Regions from separate parts of the Mus musculus genome. Here all the other regions are linked to region 2. The links are chromatin contacts, called in public HiChIP or PLAC-seq maps. All regions are on one chromosome and are shown on one strand. The core of a region is the stretch at or near the end of the contact, and the rest is flanking DNA. Distances in the headings are between cores, read along the strand shown.

The links. HiChIP or PLAC-seq counts read pairs in DNA pulled down with a chosen protein or histone mark.
Region 1: a contact with region 2 is called in an H3K4me3 HiChIP or PLAC-seq map of embryonic stem cells, with 36 read pairs. The contact joins two enhancer-like sites. A contact is called at or near these places in 10 of 39 promoter capture datasets (the 3T3-L1 cell line, 3T3-L1-derived adipocytes, the C10 cell line and 6 more), 4 of 15 datasets of contacts at CTCF or cohesin (CD8 T cells, the G1E-ER4 cell line, large pre-B cells and 1 more), 3 of 484 Hi-C or Micro-C datasets (bone marrow-derived macrophages, liver and pre-B cells), 8 of 115 datasets of contacts at active chromatin or transcription factors (bone marrow-derived macrophages, embryonic stem cells, fetal liver and 1 more) and 1 of 9 other capture datasets (embryonic stem cells).
Region 3: a contact with region 2 is called in an H3K4me3 HiChIP or PLAC-seq map of embryonic stem cells, with 20 read pairs. The contact joins the promoter of Mier3 here to the enhancer-like site in region 2. A contact is called at or near these places in 3 of 39 promoter capture datasets (the 3T3-L1 cell line, the C10 cell line and pre-B cells), 7 of 484 Hi-C or Micro-C datasets (the G1E-ER4 cell line, bone marrow-derived macrophages, embryonic stem cells and 1 more), 13 of 115 datasets of contacts at active chromatin or transcription factors (the 230-238 cell line, craniofacial prominence, embryonic forebrain and 6 more) and 3 of 9 other capture datasets (adipose tissue, liver and pancreatic islet).

Annotation. Positions count from the first base shown.
Region 1 is chr13:111,723,428-111,727,107 of GRCm38.p6, forward strand. It overlaps the pseudogene Gm15488. Among named protein-coding and RNA genes, the nearest start is that of Mier3, 39 kb to the left of the region's middle. Within about 2 kb of position 2,019, at least 391 of the 459 cell types and tissues checked have an H3K27ac peak or open chromatin away from gene starts, as enhancers often do. A contact at or near this core is called in embryonic stem cells and liver, where this site is marked.
Region 2 is chr13:111,530,650-111,534,176 of GRCm38.p6, forward strand. All of the region lies in intron 1 of Gm15290 (predicted gene 15290), which reads right to left. Among named protein-coding and RNA genes, the nearest start is that of Gm15290, 17 kb to the right of the region's middle. Within about 2 kb of position 1,717, at least 16 of the 459 cell types and tissues checked have an H3K27ac peak or open chromatin away from gene starts, as enhancers often do. A contact at or near this core is called in embryonic stem cells and liver, where this site is marked.
Region 3 is chr13:111,684,155-111,687,922 of GRCm38.p6, forward strand. It overlaps Mier3 (MIER family member 3), which reads left to right and starts at 2,024. Exons shown (of 13, transcript NM_172593.3): 1 at 2,024-2,200; 2 at 3,674-3,698. The coding sequence starts at 2,192.

The sequences.
Region 1 (3,680 bases), core at 769-3,268, 190 kb after region 2:
ATGAACAACATTCTTTAGACTCAGTTTTACAAAGTTATATACACATATATATCCACACGCATATATTTATTTAGTCTAATTTGATATCCCTTGGATATTATTTTAAAAGTGTATTTTGCTAATGACTAGTATAGAAGATTTATGTGAGAACAAATGAATCTGACCTTCATGCTGTTTTTTTCTATAACTGGTAAAGGAGAAAATGAATATATATTGGGAAAGTCTCATGACCAAAAAATGCATTTATTGGGATGGAGAGATGGCTCAGCAGTTAAGAGCACTGGCTGCTCTTCCAAAGGTTCTGAGTTCAAATCCTAGCAACTACATGGTAGCTCACAACCATCTGTAATGAGATCTGATGCTCTCTTCTGCGGTGTCTGAAGTCAGGTACAGTGTACTTACATATAAATGCAATTATTCCATCACACATTATAGCATACTTTAACAGACAATGTAATTTATAAGGTTAATTATGAAATTAAAAGTCTGAAAACTTGGGTTTCAAATTCAAATCTTTATTTACTCTGACTACAGAGCTAGACCAGCAATCTTTGGCAATACTAACAGCTTTTTACCAGGATACATAGATTCTGTTTCTTGGGTATCAATCCTTCAGTGACAAGACAAATCTTCCTGTAGACACCTAAACCCAAGGTCATACAACGAATGTCTTCTGGTTTAAAGCCATTTGGTTGTTGATAGCCATTTTCAAACAGTCTCACCTTTTGATGCTGGACTCTCAGAAGGTGTTGATTTTTTGACTCAACTGGTTCTGGAAGCACAAGAAATTTGATGGCTTACTATGGTCGTTTAAAAATAGAGCCTGGGGAACCTTTGGTAACGTTCCTAGAACAACGTCACCTGTAATAATTTTATCTTTGGGTCTTTTGCAATGTGTTGAAGAATCTGAAAGTTTCTGTTTCCTACGCAGCAATCGACTAAAGTTCTGGATGATTCCTGGGTTATTGCCCTTAATGAACTAAGCTATGCTAAACTGAGACCCTAGAAGAAGCAATTCTTTGGGAGAGGTCAATGTTCTCTAACCCGCAACCATGAGCATCCAAGTAGCCAGTCATCAACATGCGTTTTGTTTTGTTTTGTTTTTGCAAAGAAACTTGGGCATGGAAATGCTAGGGAACGTGCCCGAGGTACTAAAGCTGTAAACGGAAAGATCAGAAGCAGACACGTAGCTCAGCTTTCCCTCGAACCATTCAATAGCTACTTGAATGTTTTCAAATAAGAATCTTCGTAAACACTTTTTCCCATAGGCGTGTCCTTTTCAAAGGCAAACTTAAGCCAAATTCACATCCCTTGTCATATAGTCTCTCCCGGGAGTGGTAATTTCTTCTTTGACTATATCACTCTTACTTCCAGAACTATTTTTTTTTTTTAACAAACTGTTGTTTCTGAACAAAAAGGAAGAAACTTTCTCTTGATATTTCTAAGGTAACGCCACACCCGAATTCACGTCTCCGTAGTGTGAAGCTTCGGGAAGGCGCTTGTGTCTGTCTCACTTTCAGCCGAGTCTTCCGCTGCATAGACTGCAGATCAGCAGCACGCTCACAAACGCCAGCCGTCACAGCCCACGGCGACCCACCCCGAGCAATCCATGGTTTTCTGCTCTTTTCTACGCGTTAATGAGACTAAGCCTTGACTTTTCCGAGGAAGTTCAAACTCCTAGGTCCCGGTTGAGGAAAGGCCACACCCCCACTTTGTAAGTTTCTATTTGCTCCTTTGCAGCATCCTTGTAAGGGCGGAGTTACTAAAGGAAAAAAGCGCGCGCGCGTGAGACCCAGCAGCGCGGCGCACACTGGGAAAGGGGACACAGGTCCCGCCCCCGTAAGGTGGGCATCTGCGTTACCGAATAGCCCCAACCCCCTCGGCGACCCTCAGCCTCAGGGCTCCGCCTACTTTGGGCTCCACCCACTTCAGGTTCCTTTCGCCTTAAACCTCGGGTTGTCCCAGGCTCCACCCACCTCAGGCTCCTCCTCTTAGGCCCGCCCACCGCAGAACTTTGGAAGCCCCCAGGCTCCACCCACCTCAGGCTCGGCCCCCCCCAAGGCTTGCTCGAGTCAGCCCAGGGCATCCCGGGGCTTCAAGTACTTCAGGCTCCGCCTCCGCGGCCCGCCCGCCTCAGCCCATTGGCTGGGCGTAACAGCTTTGGCAGCAGCGAGGGCTGCGTGACGTCGTGAGGTCCTGCCATTCCGTCCTCTCACTTCGGGTTGTAGGTGAGGCTTCTCACATTCTGGGGGGGACGAAGCGGCGCCATCGCCCCCACACACCCTGCAGGCTGCTCTGTGGTGCAGCGAGGAGGAAGGCGTGGAAGAGGCGCGTCGAATCCTCGCCCCGCTCAGTTAAGGGAGGAGCCGGGCTGCGCTGTCCCGCCCTCCGGGCCTCCGCCCAGGGTGTCCCACACCGCAAGGCTCCTGCAGCCCGGGCGCGCAGAGCTGGAGCAGCCTGCTCTCGCTGTGCGTTTGCGCTCTCATGGGTACAACGATCTTGGTTGTGCGCGAAGAGTCACTGGACTTCATGGCATCCTGGCCTCTAGGAACGCTCCCTGGGCGTGGGCCGCCTGGTTTCTTTCCCAGGGTTGTGCCTGCTGCTTGTAACGTCTGTCCTCAGCCTCTGCTTAGTCCCTACTCTCATGGGCTCCACTCAGCTGAACTCTTCTCGGCCAATTTCCAGCCTTAGCCTGGACCTCAGGCGCTTCTAAGAGCGAGCGAACCCATTCAAAGAGGCACACACACACTGATTTAGTTTATGCGTATTAGTGATTTACCTGCATGTATATATGTGCACCTTGTGGGTATCTGGTGTCCACGGTGTCCGCTGGAACCGGATAAATGGTTGTGAGCGACCATGTGGATGTTGGGAACAGAATCCCAAGGTAGCTGCATGAGTGTTCTTAACTAAAGTGATTTGTGAATATATAGACATAAGAACAAAATGCCCTGTTTGCACTTCATTCTCCTAAACAGCCGAAGGCAAGATTACCAGACAAAATGCTTTCTTAAGGAGCTTTTTAAGGTATAGTATATGATATTTCATAGTGGTGTATGATAAACCGCACACACTTAAAGTGAACAATTTGATAAATCTTTTGTCTATACACTAATCAAAATTAAGATTGTAAATGTATCCATCACTTTCAAAATCCTGTTAGAACCTTTCTTTAACCATTCTCATGTATTCTTTCATTCCCAGTCCCCAAGTGACCATTAAGCTTTCTGTCATTGGATTAATATGATCATGTTATATTATCCTTTATATTACTGGGTTCTTTTGGTAAGATATTTAAAGAAAATTTGCATATGCATTATGAGAGATATGGGTCTATAATCTTGTGTTTGATGTTATTTTATCCAGTTTTGGATAAATACTAGCCTCATGGAAGGTGGGAAGCCATTTCTCCATGGATGGTATTTGAAAGAACTTTAATAACTCACTCAATGCACAGGGCCAGCACCCATGTGTATCAATAGGTCGGGTGTCCACACGACAGATTCTGGAACTTTGGTTTCTTTTTAAAAGAAAAAAAAAACACGCACACAGAAATATTATAAGAATGTGTTTTGGAGGCTGGAGAGATGGCTCAGCAGTTAAAAGCACTGACTGCTTTTCCAGAGACCGTGAGTTCAACTCCCAGCAACCACATGGTGGCTTATAATCATCTGTAATGG
Region 2 (3,527 bases), core at 467-2,966:
CTGAATCAGGTGACCTCACAGTATAATCATGTCCACACCCTTTTTTTTTCTGAAATGTTCATAATTTTATTTTTCTTTAAGGCTGAATGAAATTCTGTTGTGCCTAGGCATCGTGTTTTCATTATCCTCTCGTCTCTTCTGGGCATTTAGATTAATTACATTTCCTTATTATTGTAAATAGAGAGGCATGAACATGAACATCCAACAAGGGCATCTCCATGGTAGATATACAGTCCTTTGAGCATATGCCCAGGAGTGGTATAACTAGTTTCCTTCCTTCCTTCCTTCCTTCCTTCCTTCCTTCCTTCCTTCCTTCCTCCTTCCTCCTTCCTTCCTTATTTCTTTTCTTTTTTCAAAACAAGGCTGTATATCCCTGGCTGTCCTAGAACTCGCTCTGTAGACCAGGCTGTCCGATTCCTGGAGCTTGGCTTACAGGGGGTTGACATGGATACTAGGAATTGAACCCCACTCCTCTGTAAGAGCAGCAAATGCTCTTAGCTGCCGAGCCATCTCTCCAACCCCTATACAAGTTGTTTGAGATATTTATTAATGATTAAAGTCAGAGATAACCCTGTCTCTGCTTCCCGAGTGCTGGGATCCAAGGCGTGTGCCACCGCTGCCTAGCTTGCAATCCCCTATCTGCTCCCCACCTCCCCCTGCTCCCCAACCCACCCACTCCCACTTCCTGGCCCTGGCATTCCCCTACACTGGGGCGTAGAACCTTCACAGGACCAAGGGCCTCTCCTCCCATTGATGACTGACTAGGCCATCCTCTGCTACATATACAGCAGCTAGAGCCATGAGTCCCACCATGTCTACTCTTTGGTTGGTTGGTGGTTTAGTCCCTGGGAGCTCTGGGGGTACTGGTTAGTTCATATTGTTGTTCCTCCTATGGGGCTGCAAACCCCTTCAGCTCCTTGGGTACTTTTTCTAGTTCCTTCATTGGGGACCCTGTCCTCTGTCCAATGGATGGCTGGGAGCATCCAATTGAGATATTTATTAATGATTAAGGAAGGAGTGCAGTATATATGGGACATATTTTTCTTAATCTTTCTTTTTTTCTCTTTTGTGGTTTTGAGACAGTATTATATGTAATAGCAGTAAAGGTTTACTGAGGAAGAGCTCCTCTGATCAAGAGAATACAGTCCCTGACCTGGCTGATGCTAGGTCCAAAGAGGTCTCCCAAATGGCAGTGCTGGTGACAATGTCTAAAACAGGACTTTGGCTTGGTAAACAGAAGGATTGTTGTTGTGTAAAGGCCTAAGGTGGGTTTCTGTTTGCCAGGAGCCTTCCTTAATCCAAACTCAAAGGTCATCCACATTGAGCAAGGGAACCTTGTCTCCAGGTCAGTTCACAAAGCTTGAGTCAGCTCAAAGGCCTTCGTCCTGTTGACTGTCATAGAGCCCACCCCTTGCTTTTCTGCCATTTTGATCTTCTCTCTGCCTACCTCTGTAGCTTTGGCAGTTTGACCCTCAATAAAATAAACCCTTTATTGTATTCATGGAGTGGTCCAGTTTGTGGTTTCTCTGTGCCCTTGCTTATAGCTGGGTATATCGTCTAGTTAGACAGGTCAATACCCTGGCTAAGGAACCCCCATTCTCCCCACCTGCCCCGCCCACCTTCAAATTCCTGCTCGCCTGCTCGCCTGCTCGCCTTAAGCCACCTTAACCAGAAAGGAGCAACAATTAGCCCCGTGATGGGATCACCTGCTTTTCTGTCCCGTGATCCTCACGTGCCGCCAGCAAAGCTCTATTAGTCCTACCCGCCTTTCTAGTTCCTGACTTAGAAGGGACAATTTCTGCTCCTTTCTCTCGTCTTTCCAATGCTGGCCACACCCCAGTGTGCTTTTTCTGGGCCTTTCCACTCCCTCTCTATTGCTCCCCTACGCTGTGTGGTTGCTTGTGGGCCTGGTGGCTGACCTCCACGCCAGCTTAACTAGGACAGTGTGGCCTTTTCTCCTTGTCCTTCGCATCTCCCTCCTCCGGACAGCTGCTAGGATGGAAAGCTTGCCTGTCCCGGCATTTCTCTAATAAGATTGTCCTTGAGGTTTCTTCTGTGTCTGTTATTGTTTTATTGATAATACTAAGGACAGGCATGTAGATGCATGCCTTATTCTCACCACTGGGTGGCAGAGGCAGGGGGATCTCTGGTTTTGAGGCCATAGTGGTTTGTTTACATAGCAAGTTCCAGGACAGCCAAGGCTAAATAGAGGGACCCTGTCTCAAAACAAAGCAAAACAAACAAACAAACAAACAAACAAACCCTTCTTCTCTTTACCCCCATCTTCCCAACATGCCACGTTTTTCTTATTTTCTTTCTTTCTTTCTTTCTTTCTTTTTTTTGGGGGGTGAGGTGGGTGGGTGGGTGTCTTGGTGGCGAAGATTGAAGTGAAGGCCTTGAGATCCTGGGCTCGCTGTCTTCATCTCCCTAGTGCCAAACTCAGCTCATTTAATTTCTTCACATTTTTAGAAAAGGCAATTTAACAGACATCGAGGAACAATGTTATCTGTTCTCTGGTTGCCGCTGCTGCTGCTGCTCAGTGGGCTTTGTTTCTGTTTTTATGATAAGGTTTCTTCTTCCCAGGCTGCTCTTCATTTGACTTTGTATCCTAGCCTGGCCTCAAATCCTTAGCCTCCTACTTCAGCCGAGGCTGTCCTGGGTTTACCGATGTGTACTCCACTATCTGCTTTCATTGAATCCACTTTGAGTTTTGTTATCTGAAAGGCCTTAGCATTGCTTCCTCCCTCAAGCCTTCCTGATGGATAAAAATAGCTACATTATGAGATTAAAAAAAAAAAACAAAAACCCGAAACAGAACAAAACAAAACCCCTTGTAATCCCAGCCCACACCCCACACCAGCCCCCCAAGAGTCTGAGATTGAAGGATTGAAAGACCCACAACGTGAGGACTCCCCCACCTTCTGACTCAGGAGAGGTGACACACCAAAATCACCCACAAGAAACGGTCTTGCTGCAAACTGCAAGAGGATTTTTATTCAAGAGTGCTCTAGGGCCCACGGTCATACACCACGCAGGGGTAGAGGACCGTGGCGCCCCGAGTAGCTGGATAAGGGGGTATTTAAAGGAAGAAAGCACAACTCAAGGAGGTGGGAAGGGCGTTGTTGGAAAATACCAAAAATACCAGTTAAGAGTCACAAGGAAGTACAAAGTCACAGGTGTCACAAGGAATACCTGGTAATTGTGAGGGTTATTTCTCAAGACAGTTTCTAAGAGCCCCTAACAATAGCACATTTGCATAGCGGGTTCCAGCAATGGTCAGGGTGGGTCAGGGTGACTTTCTTTGAATGAATACTCCTTGAACCCAGGAAGTGGGTGGGTGGGGGGATGTCACTATCTGTTTTATGATTAGCATACCTTGGAGCATTGAGCCACAAAGATCACATTCCCAAGCCTGGGCCCAAAGGCCTAGAATTTTGTTTTTACTACTCTTTCAGGATCAAGAGTTTGAGGTTACAGACCAGAGACCCTGTCTCCAAACACAGACAGACAACACTACAGATGTAAAA
Region 3 (3,768 bases), core at 774-3,273, 150 kb after region 2:
AGGCCTCCACCGTTCTAGGCCATGCTGAGACAAAGCAGCTGCAGCCTACACCAGCTTGGTGCAGGCTGTGATAAAGGAGACCGGCTGGAGCTCTGCCCAAACTGTGGATGGAAAAGCACCTCTTGCTACTGGAGAGTATGATAATGACTTTCCAGACTCGTGGAGAGTTTGATGAGGTTTCTAAGAACCAGGCAAACAGACACTTGCAGAAGTTGCAGCTGCTGCTATTTCTATCATGACTGCTTTCTGAAATTTTGTTATTTTGCTCATGGATTTGATAAAATTGAGACCTCTAATATTTAAGCCCAGGCTCCCTGGTTACCTTTTCAAGTTTTGCTTATATACAATACAATTCGTCAAAGCTGTCAAAATGTCAAGAGAACCTGAAGAAACCTTACTACTCTGTTCATGGAGAACTGCAAGGCCATATATTTCTCAGAATTGGCCAGGAGAATCTAAGGCCACACTTGTGAGGATGTGATAAATTTGTAGGATGAAACTTTTTTTTTTTTATGATGTAAATAAGGGGCAGGCTGTTGGCTACCTGGCTGGAGCCGAGCTGCTGAGCAGTGCTTTCTGGCTTTATCAGAGGGTGTGGGTGCGCACTGCCCCTCACTAACCCTGGTCACTCTGCTCCATTTCAAGCCACAGGGTTTTTTGTTTTGTTTTGTTTTTTAACTTTTACAACTTTGAACGCCTCGTTGAAGATGGTAGGGACAACATGTGCCAAGCCTGTTTTTGAGTTATTTGATTGGACAAAAGTTTGTGATATCATTCACAGTAGGGGAAGTGTAATTTTCCATGTCTTTTGGATGTTTTGAAGTTGAGTGACTTTTTTCTTCTGTAAAATTTCCACGAATAAATAACTTTTACCCGTGTTTTTAGGTTGATTTTTTTTTTTTTTTTGCCTTGGTAATCCTCTTTAAAAGTAACCGTTGCTTCTTCCCATAACCCATCTCCATCCTCATCCAGTGAGGGAATTGGAGACCCTAGGCTCAAACCTGAACAGTGTAATTAAGGTTTAAAGTTATGAAAAGTTTTAGCATCTTAAAAATGCTTAAATTTATGAAGCTACAGTGCAAACCTCATTTTGCCATTAATATTTATTACAAGCTCCTGGCAGGCATCTGGGAGGAGAGCTCTGGTCTTCACGGACACTCTAAGCCCCTGTAAGGTCTTAGCACACCTTCCTGTTTGTATATTATCTTCTCATGGATCTGTTTTCATACACAGGATTATTTCTTGAAGCCTATGCAGAAACAGATACATCTGCTAAGTCTCTCTCTCTCTTCCATGTATCCACTTATCCAGGAGACCACATTTATTGTATGTATAATCTCAAACAATGTTGTTTTTATTTACCCCCGAGGTAGGTGTGAGAGGCAGTTTTTGCAATTTGGTTCAGGGTCTTTGACACTCTGCTTTTTAAAAGGTTTATCAAGTGTATATCTTCGGGTCATCTTCTAGACTATTTGTGATTAATAACTCCTAGAACTGGTCTTTAAAAAAAAAAAAGTGTACAGGCTATGAATGTCGCGCAAGCACGCTCATCATGTCTGGCTCCGTCTGTCAGTCTTTCTGCCTTCTGAATTGCCATCATCTTCCAGAGCCTGTCTGGCAAATGTCTACTTCCACAGTTCACTCCAAGCCACTGAACGCCGATGCGCATTCCATTCCTGCAGGTGCCTAGCCGTCCTGCTTCCTGTCCGGGTCTCTCTCCTCTTTTGCCCATCAGCGGCTCGCTCACTTGCCATCGCGTACTCTTCTCACTTCGGGAAAGTCCGTCGAGTCCTCCTCCGAGTCTCCCGCCACCCTCCTTCCTCCCCCGCCCCGGGCTCGCCCTCCCTCCCTCCCTCCCTCCCTCCGGCCCCCCCACCGCACCCACCGGCCGGTCCCCGCGCTCGCCCGCAGTTCAGCTGGAACTTTACTCCAGCCGGGGCAGAGCGCCGTGGGCGCGCGGGGCGGGCGCGTGCAGGAGCGGCGGCCGCGGGAGCGCCGGACGGCGTGGGTGTGCGAGCGGGCCGGGGGCGTCGCGGGCCGGCCTGCCCTATAAGGGGCCGAGCCGCCTCTGCCTCCGGGCGGGTGCCTGGCGGGCCGCGGCGGCGGCAGCGGCGGCGGCGGCTGCGATTGGCTCAGGCGCCCCATCCGGGGACTGGGCTCGGCGCTGCTCGTTCGCCCTAAAGGTACCAATATGGCGGAGGTGAGCGGAGAAACCGGGCAGCGGCGGCCGTGCTGGAGCGGGAGCCGGGCGGCCCTCCGAAGCCCCGCAGCCGGCCCGAGAGCCACGGCTCCTCCCGCGGGTCCTCGGAAGGCGGCGCGGCGGCGACGGGGGATGGGGGGCGCGGGGCGGCGGCGAGGCGCGGCGAGGCTGCCGGAGGGGCGGGAGCGGGCGCGGGAGCGGTCTCCCTTCGGGACTAGGCCGCGGCGGCTCCGACCCCGGCCGGGCCGGGCGGCGGGGCCGGGCGGCGGAGGGCGGCGGCGGCGAGCCTCGGGCCGGGGTAGCCTCCGGGCCGTGGCCGGGGCGGCTGACGCGGGCCGCCGTTCGCTCGGCGCCTCCTCCCGGGATCGGGGTGGGTGGAGAGCGGCCGATCCTCGGTCGGCGGCTGGAATGCAGCGCGGAGAGCGGGCTGCGCCACTGCCCCGCCGGAGTGAGCCGACCCGGCCCTCGGCAATCCGGCCGCCCGCCGCCTCTCCTGACCGGGGGCTCCGAGGCCAGCGGGAGCGGAGCGGGACTCTCTACCCCGAAGCCTGCGAGGTGCGGCGTCCCCGGGCGCAGAGACCGACCCACACCTCGACGCCCTCGCCCGCCGAGCGGCCCGAGAGTCTCTTTACCCCGGGCCGGACTTGGGGGGGGGGGCACCGGGCGACCCGGGCTGCCGGGCACCGGGCTCCCCTGGGACGGGCAAGCTGGGGGAGGGGGCGGCGTGATGGGAGCACCGGGGCTGGGCAGGAGCGAGCTGTGTGTGCTAGGGCCGAGCTGGCGGGCCGGGGACCGACCGCTCCCCCGGGGGAGGACCCGGCTGGTCCCAGACTCAGTGGTCGCGGCTCCTCCGACCTCAGCGGCTGGTGGGTGGGGGTGGGGAGGTGGGGGCGGGAGGGTGCTCCCGCGTTGGGTTGGGGACCAGTGTCAGGGTCGAGCTGGCCTACGCTTGGGGCAGTCGACAAACCCTGGAGTTGGGGCGCCCGCGCACTCCAAGGGCAGGCTGTGTGTGTGTGTCTCAGAGGGTGAGACCCTCCTAGGGGACGGGGTTGCGTTTCGAGGAGTTGCTCTAGGGCCAGCGGAGAGCTGGGTGAGCTGCTGTAGTCGGGGGACTCGTGAGATGCCCGGGATGAAGGATTGATGCTGCGAGCCGGGTAAGCTCTGGCTTCGGCTTCCCGGCTTTGTAACTTGCCGAGCTCTAAACGGTGTCTCGGAGTTGCCCGTTTCAACTCCAGCCCTCGTCCGGAGTCTGCGAGTTTGTACACTGGGGACTTGGGGAGGAAGGCGAGGCAGCCAAGAGGGGGCCCGAAAGGGGCCGGGAGCGATTGGAGCGAAGCTACGTCTTGCACTTTTTGGCAGCTGCCTGGGAGCGCTCGGCTCCGCCCCCTCTGCGCCCTGTTGCCTGCGCTGCCTCCTTTTCCTTGCTACAGGATTCAACCTCACAGTTTTCTTTTCTCTCTCTCACTCTCCCAGGCTTCCTTTGGAAGTTCGAGCCCAGGTTTGTTCAATTTTCTTACCTCTTCCGGGGGTCGGGGGTCGGGGGGGTTGTCCCAGAGGGAGATAGGATT